Linked DNA regions of Mus musculus: regions 2 and 3 are each linked to region 1. Evidence: chromatin contacts called from public HiChIP or PLAC-seq data. All regions are on one chromosome and are shown on one strand. The core of a region is the stretch at or near the end of the contact, and the rest is flanking DNA. Distances in the headings are between cores, read along the strand shown.

Region 1 (4,376 bases), core at 1,170-3,669:
CTGTCCCAGAGTTCTAGGAGACACCTGCATGCTATGATGACTGCCATTCTACTGGTTAGGCTGGGCACATTTTGTTATTTATACTCACAAAATCCCAAGTCAGGATGCATTGTGAGGTTTGGAGAACATGGCAGAAAGGGCAGGAAGCAAGAACACTGGGCTGTTTGTCATTTACCCACCTGCTTCTCATGCCTTTCTTGTTGGTCTCAGCACATCAGCTGCCTTCCTCCTCTTCCTCCTCCTTTTCCTCTCCCTTTGTTGCTTGGGTGGGTCTGAGACTATGCAATCCTCCTGCCTCAACCTCCAAAGGACCTGGGATTACAGGTGTGCACCACCAGGCCTGACCAACTTTTTCCTTTTTTATTTCTCTACCACTGAACCTTCAACCAAGGATTTTTCCTCACCCAGTCTATGCAATTCAGCTCTAGTCAGCATGGGGTCCAATATGTACTCTTAGGTTTTTGATCTTGGGTTATTTACTTATTTGCACACGTGCACATGTATGTGTGTGGTATGAATGCACACATGTGTGCATGCTCACATGTGTGTGGGTATACATGCATTTTCTGAGGCCTGAGGCTGATGTTAGGTATCTTCCTCCACTGCCCTCCACCTTATAGATTGAAGCAGGGTCACCTAGGTGAACCCAGAGCTTGACCACTGGGATGCTCTACCTAGTCAGCTTGCTTCAGAGGTTCTTGATTTCCACCTTCTGAGTGTGGGGTCATGGGCAGAGCACTGCACCCACTCGGCATTTACATGGGCGCTGGGAATCTGAGCACCATTGACTCGCCTGGGCAGTCAGTTCTTTACCCAGTGAGAAATTTCAAGCCTCAGAATCTGTAGTGTGTGTGGTGTGCAGTGGATGTGTGTCTATGTGTGTGTATGTGTGTGGTGTGTGTCTGTGGTGTGTGGTGTGTCTGTGCACAGGTGGAGGTTCTAGAAGGTACAGGAAGAGCTGGGGAAGAAGTGTGCCAGATTAAGATAAGCTCAGCCGGACTCCTGAGGTTGGCTGGAGGGTTAAGAGTTACACGTGTGAGTCAGGGCTTGGTTGACATTGGGCGTATGCTGAAGAAGATGCAGGCAGTAGTGGTGGCAGAGGAGCCTGGACAGGCCTTGGCCCCAGGATAGCATCTGCTCTGGGAGACAACCCAGGCTGGTTCTTCAGAGACTGGCAGAGGAGCCACCGGGTGGATAGGAAGGGCCAATGACTCATGGAGGCTCTTGTTTACATATTATCTCTCACCTGCTTCAGAAAGCTTTTGAAGTGGCGCCTAATTGAAGCCTCGGGTAGCTCGGCTTGCTGAGACCAGAGAGATCATGTCAGGGCTGGAGGCTGGCTTGGGTAAGGCTGGCACACCCGGGCGGGTACACTGCCCATGGAAGGAAGGCAGACCGAGCCCTGACTGGGCCAGGACGGAAGCTGGGAGATTCTCAGAAAGTCTGTGTAACCTGGGAAGATCGGTTTCGACACTTCCGGTTTGAGCCTGTTGAGTGTTTTGTTTGAGGCAGGGTCTAATGTTTTCCAGGCTGATCTCAAGCTGGCTGTGTAGCCAAGGAAGACACCTTGAAATTCTGGTCCTTCCACCTATACCTCCAAGTGTCGGGCTTACAAATACGCGTCACCACACACGCAGTTTATTAATGCTGGGCACCGAACCTGGGAGTCCAGGCTTCACACAGCTAGGCCAGCACTCTCCCAGTCAAGCAAGGAACATCTTTAGCCTCTGCTAAGGTTCTCTTTTTGTTTCTTTTGTTTTTGTTTTTCTGAGACAGGGTGACTCTGTGTAGTCCTGGCTGGCCTGAAACTCACTCTGCAATCTAGGCTGGCCTTGAACTCACAGAGATCCACTTGCCTCTGCCTCCTGAGTGGAGTGACTAAAGGTGTCACTATCTGTCAGGCTCTCTGTTGGGACACTTGTTAGCTATTCTGAGCCCCACCTGGCAGAGGCTTTGGTCTTTGTTCTTCAGGAATTTCCAACTTCTGGTCTCTAAGAGGGAAGGCCTTTCCTTCCAGGGTCTAGATGTCCCTGACCTCAGGCTAAAAGACTCATGGGAGGGAATCTTGTCTTATTTTAATTTACTTCTTTTTGTTTTGTTTTGTTGTTGTTGTTGTTTTTCGAGACAGGGTTTCTCTGTATAGCCCTGGCTGTCCTGGAACTCACTTTGTAGACCAGGCTGGCCTCGAACTCAGAAATCCACCTGCCTCTGCCTCCTGAGCGCTGGGATTAAAGGCGTGCGCCACCATGCCCAGCTTTAATTTACTTCTAAGCCTACCCCACACCAGCATGGTCTGCCCCATGACCCCCAGAGTAAAACTTGGAGGAATCCTACTGCTTCGTCTGCCTTTGTCTGGTAGCACTCGGAGAAAGAAGTCTCCGGTTCCCAACCCCCAGGGTCTTCTTAGGCTATGACGCGGGGGTGGGTGCTGAACTCTGTCTGCCCCTCCTCCACAATGCTTCCGGCCTCTTACCTGACCGTCCCCGACTCCTCCGGCTTCCATCAGATCAGGTTTCCTTAGGAGGCACACTGACAACTTCCAAAAGTTACACCAAGTTTTGGCAAGTCTGACTGAACCCCGACAGACTTTTCTGTCACATTTCCTTACAGCTACTTAAACCGCACTTTGCTGTGTAATAGAACACCTCCCAGTCGGGGAGCCGGAGGGGTCTCCCGCAGGCAGGATTCAACACGAAGACAGTCAGGAAAAGCAGAGGCTGGGGGTTTAGCCTACAAGGGTAAGTTCGTCACCCTGGGGGGTCGGGGAGATGCTGATAGAGAGGCACAGAAAAGCCAACTTCAGCCAACCAGGGTCATGGGGCGGAGAGGCGGAACGCAAGGCTTCTCTGCTTAGACGGTCACCACATCTTCCTACTCTGCGGAAGGGAAACCCAAACCCCATCCTGAGCCGAGGGACAGCCGGTAGGAGGTAAGTGGATAAGAAGACACGTGAGCATTGAGGGACTATCAGGGCCGAGCTGATGGCCTGAAGCCAGAGAGGGAGGGCTTTCCAGTAGTAGGTGAAGAACAGAAAGGAAGACCGGCGCTGCCCCGGGGACCCCACCCCCGACATTCTTGGAGTGTGAGATACATTAATTAAGGAAATAAGCTCTGGGTTAGGAGGGAAACGGCGGCTTGCAAGAAGCAGAACCAGAGAGGAGTGTCTACGGAAAGGAAATCGGGTCAGGAGAGACTCCCAGTCACAGGGTAGGAGGCTGTTCTAGGGGCTCAGAGCCAGGAACACAGCAGTCATAAACTAGGGTTTTTGCTCTGAAGTCTCCCTCTCGTCACACATGTGCCCCCCCCCTCCCTACGGTAGGACACTGAGCAGCTGGGAACATCATCTCGAGATGCATCTCAAAAGACAGGGACAGAAAGCCACCAGAATGTCACAAAAGTTATGTCCTCTGAGAAGGTGAGTTTGGAGGTCGGTTGGCCAGGGCGAGGGAGGAAGGAAGTGGGGGTTGGGGGGAGAACACTGGCCTGCAGCCTGTGCTAGAGAAGGAGCCAAGGCAGAGCCCATGCTGGGTGAGACCGTCCTGACTGTCCTGAGACATGCTTTGTAGACCAGGCTGGCTTGAACTCAGAGATCTGCCTGCTTCTGCCTCCCAAGTGCTGGAAATAAAGGCCTGCACCGGTTGGCTGAAATCTCCCTCAATCTCTTCGAAAAGAAAAACAAAAACAAACAAAAAAAAAACCATAAAACCAAAAATCAAAGCATTGCTTTGCTTTCTGTAGCTGTTCTAAAACCCTTAGAAGTGAGAAAATCAGGCTGGTGAGTTGGATCCCCAGGACCCTCACATGTTATCCCCTGACCTCAGCACCATGGCAACCAGGCTTGCCCTTCACTTCCCACCACAAACGGAGGAATGTTCTCTAAAAATGAGAAAACCGTCCTTTTGAGTTCAGAAGAGCTCCCACGACCGCTAACCCACGACCGCTAACCCACGACCGCTAACCCACGACCGCTAAGCGTCAGGTTGGGCACCTGACCACACACTTCCAGCTCTGAGCCCTGAAGTATGGACTCTGGAGAGGCAGCAGTGAAGGAAAGTCATACTTCAGCGGTGCAAGCCTGGCCGTACAGCGCCAATGCGAGCTTCTCATTGTTGGTCTTCATTTGCTTTAGTTCTATGGCCTTTGGGGACTTCTAGTACATTCCATTTTGAAATAACTTTTTGTGTTAGTCAGCTTAATACTGTGATAAAATACATAAAATACAACGAAAGTTGATATAAAACATGAATAATCAGCCAGGCGATGGTGGTGCACACCTTTAGTCCCAGCACTCAGGAGACAGTCGCAGGCAGATCTCTGAGTTTCAAAGCCAGCCTGGCCTACAAAGCAAGTTCCAGGACAGCCAGGGCTACACAGAG
Region 2 (4,376 bases), core at 1,274-3,773, 380 kb before region 1:
CCCCCAACTGCCTGACACCTTTGCTTTCTCCCTCAGAACCAAAGGGTTTGTGAGGATCTCACCTCTCAATTCCCAGAATACCTGTGGCCTCTGGCCAGGGTAGAGGGAACTGCCAGCCCCACAGCAAGGAGGATCTTGCCAGGAGGGCTGTGGTTTGGGATGGCATTTGTGCCAGCAGCTTCAGTCAGCCACACAGCTGTAGCTCATGACAATCATCTCTGCCTGGGCCTGGCTCGCAGACTGTGGTCTGAGTACACCACCATGGCCTAGCAACCAACATCTCAACTGGATGATCTTCAAGCTGCCTGTGGCTGCCTTGGAGGCACTAGGGTCAGGATGGTGTTCTAAGGGGCACTGCCATTTTCATGAAATCTCTAGATGTCATCAACCCCAAACACAAATAAGTATAGGCACAGGGCTGGGCAGTGGTGGTGCACGCCTTTAATCCCAGCACTTGGGAGGCAGAGGCAGGCAGATTTCTGAGTTCGAGGCCAGCCTGATCTACAGAGTGAGTTCCAGGACAGCCAGGGCTACACAGAGAAACCCTGTCTCAAAACCACACACACACACCAAAAAAAAAAAAAAGAATGGGCACAAGACAACTGAGGTCTCTGATTGTCCTGGAACCAAATGAGTTATTGTCACTGTATTCTCTGCCAACTTCTGGGCTCTGCCTGTGACAGGGCCACCCTAGTATCACATGGTATTGCCTCTTCTCTAGCCCCAGACTGCCCTCATCACCCATAGGAGGAGCCAGACCTTGAGCAGACATCTACCCTGTATCCAGAATTGTGCTCAGCTTAGAGAACTGAGCAGGCCAGGGGGTACGGAGATGCCCTGGTGGAGGAAATGGATGGCCAGGGCAGCTCTGAAGCTGTCTTGCCTAAAGAAGCCCAAGCAGATAATAAAGCCGTGTAGAAAACAGGATTAAGGTAATGAACAGGCAGGACCAAGTTTGATCTTTCAATAACACCAAAGCCTGAGTGACAGGCAATCTGCGAGGTGGAGTGGTATTGCCGGCAGGACGCTGGCTGGGCGGAATGTGCCACTGCCTGGATGCTTTGCTTTTAACCTGTCACCGCCGAAACCTGAGCACAGCCTGAATTTCCTTTTATGTGTGTGCTGACTTGGGGTGTAGGGTAGCTCTCGGCATCTGAGCTACCCTGAGGTGATGGTGGGGGCTGGGACACCCAGGAAGTACAGCTACCCCACTGGACACCAGTTGTGTCCCCTTTAGAGCTGTTGCCACATTCATCTCCCAGGTACCCACCACTGTGGTCAGAGGGACGGCACAGCCCTTTCAGGGTACTCAGGAGCCAAGCAGGGAAGAGGGGCGAGGAAGGGGCTGGTCGAGGTTGCCTGGTATCTCCTTTTCAGCCTTTTCCTCTATTGGAACAGCACTGTAAAGTTAAGCCCAAGGAGGGGGGATTTCCAATGAGGAAGATGGGGCATCTTTCTCACAGCATAGCTTCGAGGTGCACAGAACTTGATTTCTGATAGTCTCCAGGCCCAGTATTCATTTTCAACTGCCAACACCTCCTAGTGACATCCAACCTTTGAGGTAGTCTTGTTAGGCTCTGAGGGACTGTGCTTTGCAAAGCCATCCCTTAGCTTGAAGCCCGGAGACGTTAGAGTTTGCGTCCTCTGTCTGCATTTCAACAAAGCACTTGGCTAGTCCCCAGGGGTGCACACATCTCTAGCTACTGGAGGTTGGAGAAGGTCAGAGTGGCCTGACATCACCTTCCACCACTGACTCTGCTTTTGCTTTAGGACTTGCATTTTCTACCAGGGGGCATTTGAGCTGGCTGCATTTAGCATTGGTCCCTAAGAGCAGAGCACTCTGGGTCCCCTGTGGCTAGGGACAGGTAAGCTACTATGACTACAGACCTGAAGGTATCACAGAGGGTCCAGCCCTTGGACATAAGCAATCCTAGGGACTGCTAGGGAGGGAAGCAGGTAGGGGCTTTTGCTGACTTCACTGTTGAGAGGTATTGAGCTCTCTGGATAGTCCACCTCGCAGGTGTGTATTCACATGTCGCTATACAAACCCTTTATCTCTGTCCCCTGAGGCCGGGGCCACCACTGTTCTCTGTTATGCTTTTCTTCCTCTACTGAAGGAACCCACTAAATCTCTTCTCTGCAGGGAACGGGCAGAGTGGGTTTCCCACCCACCTGGGCTTTGCTCAGGGCAGCCCCATACTGGAACCAATCTCTGCCTAAGGAGACCTTCCAGGTCAGCACTAATACTGTCCCCTCATGAAGCTTTCCCTGATCTGTCCCCATGGCCTCTTCTACTGAGTCCTGAGCTAGCCTACTGACCAGGGCTACCTGGTTAATCCCAGGTATCTGGGAACGTGGCTTCAGCTTGTGCTGAGCACAGGATATGAACACAGGGCTGACATCAGAACGGCAGGGTCACATGGATGGAGATGGAAACTATGGTCAGCCCAGGCTGGTATGCTAAGGACATCACACATGCCCCATCCCACCCAGATGTGGCTTTGTCTGCCCAGGCCTTCCTCTCCCCCGCCCCGTACAGGGGCCTGGCCTTCAGTCAGGGTGATTATGGGACTGCCCCTCTTGAAAGTACCTGCCTTCTCCTTTGAAAGTATTACTGACAGCTTTTTCATTCTCCCTTTTCTTTACTTCTTTAAGGAACCCTGTAATTTCTTTTTCTTTCTCCCCCCTTGGTTTTGCTTTCTTGTCCCCTCTGTCCCCCTCAACTCTTTGAAATTGGCTCTCTGCCTGCTGACACCAAACTGATACTTTGCGTTTCACTTCTCCTTATCCCTTTATGGCAACAGATGTTGAAATTTTGTATCCTTTTATCTGCCCGGCTGCCCTTTCCTGTAATTATGTCGCCTTGTTAGCAGTACAAAGTGGGCTGCCTGGCTGCCTGGCCTTTGAGCCAGTGTGTCTGAACACGTGTGCTCTGGTGGGTGCCGAGAGGGGATACATGCTCTCACACACACATGCTTACACACACACATGCTCACATACATACATGCTCATACACACACATGCTCACACACACACATGCTCACACACATATATGCTCATACACACACATGCTCATACACACACATGCTCTCACACACATATATGCTCACACACACACATGCTCACACACACATGCTCACATACATACATGCTCACACACACAGATGCTCACACACATACATACATGTGACAGATACCATGTGTCTTCTCCTCAGACCTGATGTGGCAGGGGCGAAACCCTTCAGCATCATCTCTTTATCCTACATCTCCACTGTTACATTTGGGGTCTGGGGCAAGTGCTCAGTGGGCAGAAAGTGTCTTTTCATCAAGCCTGACAACTTGAGTTTGATATTCAGACCCTACATGGCAAGAGATAACTGAGTCCTTGAAATTGCCCCAACTTCTATAAGTGCACCGTGGTACCCACATGGTACCTTTCTAAGAACCATGTGAATTTTTTTTTTTCTTTTAAATTCAGGACATATTCCCAATGAGGACCAGACCCTTAGGCACTCGTGAGGTGCAGAGGCCCGCAAAGCACAAGTGAGGGCCTGAAGCTGGTCCTTGTGTCCACTGGGGTAGGCCAACTACGGATGATATCTAAGGTCCTGTGTGTATGAGAGAAAAGTGGGAAGGCCACCAGCAAGAGAGTGCAGTAGAGCAGGCAGGCTTGAATCCATGATCTTGACTTCTGGTTACCAGGGGCAACCTGTGCCTTGGCTTACTCATCTGTACAGTGGTGTTAGGAGACCCCAGGCCCATGCTAAGGACTCCATGAGCCGAGTCTATGAAGCACTGTGTGTAGTGCCTCCCAGACACAGGGACTCAGCCACGTGAGCTGCTGTAGAGGTGGCAGCTATCTGCCACCCGAGCCTGCAGAGCCATCTCCACTCCTCTCACGAGGCTACCAGGCTGCGGTTGCAGCTTTCCTGGTCTGTTTTCTTGGTGTGTGAACCTGAAGGTATTTTCTCTGTAGCTCTGGCTTCTTTATTCATAATCCGAGGGCTGATCTGAGACTGCTACTCTGCCCCAAAGCCTCACGGTGCTCTATGGCAGGTAGGGCTGTGTATCCACAGGCCTGTGGTCTGGGTGCCAGAGACTCTGGCGTGCCCTCCCCACTCAAGCCTCATCACCTCCATCAATGACTTTCCTTCTCATTGCCTGTCACAGTCCCATCACTAACTAAAGAATCACTCATTCCCCTCACCCAAAATGCTGATTTTCCTCATAGAAAGTTGTTTTTCTCTGTTTGTGAGTATAAATTTAGACTTCTCTCCCTCGTTGAACAGAATACTCACTGAAAAGAGGGACAGTACGTCCTTTATAGTGCAGCTCACATCTCTGTAATTTCTGTTAAAGCATGATAGTTTGCATAT
Region 3 (4,376 bases), core at 995-3,494, 260 kb before region 1:
TTCAAATCTTTTGAGACAAAAAGTCATACACAAGCAGAGTGAGTGTATTCCACATTAGCTTGACAAGTATACACTCTAACCAATAAGTCGCTTTATTGTGTATTTCTGAAAACTGTGGTAACAAACAGGTGAGTCCTGAATTTCATTCCTGGCTTCTTTACACAGTATTATACTTCTGAGATTCCCCAATCACACTGGCCCTGATGATACAATTACACCTTGCTGTGTCCACCACAAAGCTAAGCTAAGGTCTGTCAGAAGGGCCTCCATGAAGACTTGCTCTTGTGGAACAGTATATTAGAGAAGCCTGTTAACATGTAGTTTAAAACTCAGAAGAAACTGTGAACAGCTGAAATGCCTTATAAATAGCACAGACCCAGAGGAAGTGCAAACGTCTGCACTGTGAATTGTAGATCTTAATTACCGACAATGGCTGGTACAGCAAGTAGCACGGAAAAAAAGTGAAACAGTTGCACTGTTCATGGTTGGCAATAATTCTTCAGGAAAATATTTACTATCAATCAGTTATGAGAAAAGGGACTCTGTGCTCGTAAAACAGCACGTTGCTTCTCATACCAGGACCATTTTGCTTCAGCATAATCTGAATTTAAACAGCTTGTTTCCTGCGGATATAATTTTGGAAATAAATAAAACAAGTCTTCTATCAAAATCTGGAGTGAGTGGGAAGGAACATCACATTTTTCTGTCTCGGTTTCAAACAGATTATTATCTCAAATAAAAGCCAGTAATAACAAAATAACAACAACAACAACAACAGATACAGAATGTATACAAGACCACCGAATGGGCTTATTCCAAACAAAGACAGAACTACCCCTGTCTAGGCCAGGAATCAAGGTAGAAGTATTTGAACAACTCAATTTTAACTATACATGTTTATGGAACGGGTGTGGGATATAAAGGTAAATTATGGAAAAGCCTCAAACCAAAATTTTCTGTGGTACATCAATAAAGTCAATAGAAAGATAACATAAAAATTAATGTTCTTAGTTTTCTTTCATAATTAAAAAACATGAAGGTTGACAATTAGGTACGATGTGATTATAGATTTGAGAGACTGAGTTGACAGTAATGACTGTCCATTTAAAGCTACAATAAATACAGAGCTCATCATCTCCAGACGAGTGTCCTAACTCCAGCACTGTGAGCAGACAGAAGGCTCTAAACTCAACGAGCTAGGCACGGTGGGGCACCCCTCTAATCCCAGCACAGGTGGGTTTCTGTGGGTTCAAGGCCAGAATGGTTCGCACAGCCAGGGTTACCCGAGACAAACAGACAGACAGACAGAAAAAGTAAACTATATACAAGACACTTCATGGCTTCAAATATTATCCGGAGCACTCCCCACTTTTAGTTTTAAATATTTTCTTGACCCTTTTTCCGGCAAGCTAAGATTCAGGAGACTGCTGTGAAGGTAACTTATGAAACAGCTGTGCTTTCTTACATTTTATAGCAAATTAAGGGGAGTGCCCTTTCCATACGGAAACTGCAAAACTAGAGTACCCAACAGAGGAGAGCTATATACAAAATAAGGTTCGTTTCTGCTTTTGAGAAGAACCAATACCTTCTGTAAAATGCAAACAAGCAATATTTAATAAAAAGGCTATAATTAGTACTTATACCTAAACCAAAATATGGACCTGCAGGCCACACTGGAGCACAATCTGAATCAGTAGCAGACAAACCATTACTAAGAAGTAAAGGTGAGGAAAAAGAAATAAAAAATGTTTAAAGATCCACAAACATAACTTTGAGTCATTTCTTTCAAGGGTCAAGCAGTAACTGAGGCCCAGAGAGACAGCATGAAATCACGAGACAGACAGAGCATGTTTAGCAGGGAGAGAGGACAACTCTCATTGGGGCCATGCTATTGTACTGTGGTAAACATTTTTTTCAGTTATGTATTTTTATCTGACAATCTGTCTCAAATCTGAAGCAATGAACTAGAAGACAGGATGTGGGCCAATAAGGAGAAGCAGGAAGTTGGTTGTGTTCCAACTGGAAATTATAGAAATCATTATTCAATTAGAGTGGTTAAGGGGACAATGAGAGAAAATAGGTGTCAGAATAATGTTAAGACAGGCAGGAATGGGAGGAGAAGGTCACCATCTGGGAGCAAGGAGACAGACATGATGAGCAGCAATGAGCAAACATTTCCTCACTCAAGAGCACGGAAGAAATTACACCACTGTGCCAGATGCCAGAAGATTTCTAACTGCACTACTCAAGTAGAGGGTAGAAAAAGAAACAACCCCACCCCCACACGGTAGAGACACACAGCAACGCGGCTAAGGAGTTCAGAAACACTGGCTTACCAAGTAGAGAAAAACAAAAGGAACAGATGCTCAGTTGGCCAGCTCTCAAGGAAACTCATTAAATTGTCGCCCTGTCTTTGGGTTGGTGCTCATGTTAAGACTTTGCCTTTGCCTTGTTTAGCAGCAGGAACCCACTTGTGACGAAAGCGAGAGCAGCGTGCACAAGCGTGAAAGCACACTTTCTCCACCCAGTCCCCACCCGGGGTCCAAGTGGCACCTGCAAGCTGTTACTAAGGAACTGAAATTTAAATCTAATTTACATTAATCCTCATTTTTGTAGCAAATTAAGATGTGGACTCAATACACAATTGATGAACCTACCTTTTGCTGCTATAATTTAAAATAAATCTGACATTACTCATATGGCTAATTCCAATGGCTATGTGTAATATGTTTTCAGCTAATAAAGCAGGGTTAAGAGATTACTATATGTTTTAGGAAATAGAATAAAAATTATTATTGCTACTATGTAACAATTTGATTGTGTTCCCCTCTAACCACCTCGTGTATGAGAACAGAGTCCTCAGGAACAGTTAGCAGAAGATCCAGGAGAGCTTGGCACTCCTTCCATCCTGAGACTACTCATAGCAAGGCTCCGTCTACCAAGATGTGAACTTTTAAGTAGACATTGAATCTATTGTCACAATCATATAAAAATTATTTTTATAAGCTACTGTTTATATTTTGTTGTAGTAACCCAAAAGAAATAAGATAGCTTTTCTTGAATTTTATAAGATAGAGTTCACATGATAGAAACAAAGTCTTACCTCTAATAGTAAATAAAAAAGAATAGATTAAGCTGAAATTTGGAAAAAATTGCAAAACAACAAAATCCTAAATGGTAATAAAGATGTTTTTTTTAAGAAAAACAGAAACAATGCCTGTGTACCATGCACATGCAGTGTTTATATTGGCCACAAGATGAAATTGGATCCCCTGAACTGTAGTTACAGATGGTTGTAAAGCCACCATGTGGGTGCTGGGAATTAAACCTGGATCCTGTACAGGATCAACCTGTGATCTTAACTACTGAGCCATCTCTTCAGCTCTGAAGATTTTAATTTGAAATATTATTTTTGTATCTAGAGATATAGCACATATTTATACATGAAAGACTTAGGCCATATGGACAGATAAAAACAGTTTTTCATTCAAAATCAAATGTGACATCTCTTTTGGTTTTGGTTTTTGGAGACAGGGTTTCTCTATGTAGCCCTGGCTGTCCTATAACTTGCTTTGTAGACCAAGCTGGCCTCTGCCTTCCAATGGGCTTAAAGGCATATACAGCTATGCCTGGCCAAGTAACAGTGGCACAACATAACTGGATCTCTGCTCAAGCTGTCAGCGTCAGTCTATCTCCAGAGCACTACGCCCACTCTTAGGGAGGCCAGCCATAGTGGTGCTTGTCTTTAATCTCAGTACTCGAGAGGCAGAGGCAGGCCGATCTTTGAGTTCAAGGCCAGTCTGGTCAACTTCGTGAGCTCTAGAACAGCAACGGCTATGTAGACAAAACAAAACAACTGAACAATAAAAACGAGACAGGAAGGAAGGTACAAAATAAACTGTTCATCATCTTATAATAACTCACTGATCTGTGTAACTGAATAAAAAGATTCTGTTGCAACTCAAGAGAAAGAAAACCCAGCTTTCAGTTCATTCTGTATAAAATAATACCTGCTATATTGTCTTCATAAATATATGGTCTTACGATCACCTGTCGTGACAACACTGAGTAAAGGCACCCACAGGCGCAGCTCTGGGGCAGTGTGCTCTATTAACTGCTGAGCATGGTTACTTACTTTGGCCACACAATTTTCAGTCTTCATAGCAGTGCTTGTTAGACATACTGTCTCTTGGTTTATGCAAAGCCTGGCACAGCTGTTGTAAGTCTGTAGAGACAAATTTCAAGAAAAAAAAAAAAATCACTTTTTTTTTTTTTTGGTAACGATACCAAAACACTGACACACATAGCTGTCAAGTTCTCTTCAATTTCTCTAAATCAACATACAATTCTATTTGTAAAACGGAGATTTGTAGTCG

What was found. HiChIP or PLAC-seq counts read pairs in DNA pulled down with a chosen protein or histone mark.
Region 2: a contact with region 1 is called in an H3K27ac HiChIP or PLAC-seq map of acute myeloid leukemia, with 4 times the contacts expected there. The contact joins two enhancer-like sites. A contact is called at or near these places in 4 of 484 Hi-C or Micro-C datasets (embryonic stem cells, stem cell-derived neural progenitor cells and uterus), 5 of 115 datasets of contacts at active chromatin or transcription factors (acute myeloid leukemia, bone marrow-derived macrophages, embryonic basal ganglia and 2 more) and 2 of 9 other capture datasets (adipose tissue and pancreatic islet).
Region 3: a contact with region 1 is called in an H3K27ac HiChIP or PLAC-seq map of acute myeloid leukemia, with 3 times the contacts expected there. The contact joins two enhancer-like sites. A contact is called at or near these places in 3 of 484 Hi-C or Micro-C datasets (the G1E-ER4 cell line, bone marrow-derived macrophages and embryonic stem cells), 5 of 115 datasets of contacts at active chromatin or transcription factors (acute myeloid leukemia, embryonic basal ganglia, embryonic forebrain and 2 more) and 1 of 9 other capture datasets (embryonic trunk).

Annotation. Positions count from the first base shown.
Region 1 is chr19:45,206,949-45,211,324 of GRCm38.p6, reverse strand. No RefSeq gene overlaps it. Among named protein-coding and RNA genes, the nearest start is that of Lbx1, 28 kb to the left of the region's middle. Within about 2 kb of position 2,419, at least 73 of the 459 cell types and tissues checked have an H3K27ac peak or open chromatin away from gene starts, as enhancers often do. A contact at or near this core is called in acute myeloid leukemia, where this site is marked.
Region 2 is chr19:45,583,483-45,587,858 of GRCm38.p6, reverse strand. All of the region lies in intron 6 of Fbxw4 (F-box and WD-40 domain protein 4), which reads left to right. Among named protein-coding and RNA genes, the nearest start is that of Dpcd, 25 kb to the right of the region's middle. Within about 2 kb of position 2,523, at least 36 of the 459 cell types and tissues checked have an H3K27ac peak or open chromatin away from gene starts, as enhancers often do. A contact at or near this core is called in acute myeloid leukemia, where this site is marked.
Region 3 is chr19:45,470,864-45,475,239 of GRCm38.p6, reverse strand. Btrc (beta-transducin repeat containing protein) reads right to left here. Exons shown (of 15, transcript NM_001037758.2): 4 at 4,136-4,225. Among named protein-coding and RNA genes, the nearest start is that of Gm19639, 71 kb to the left of the region's middle. Within about 2 kb of position 2,244, at least 80 of the 459 cell types and tissues checked have an H3K27ac peak or open chromatin away from gene starts, as enhancers often do. A contact at or near this core is called in acute myeloid leukemia, where this site is marked.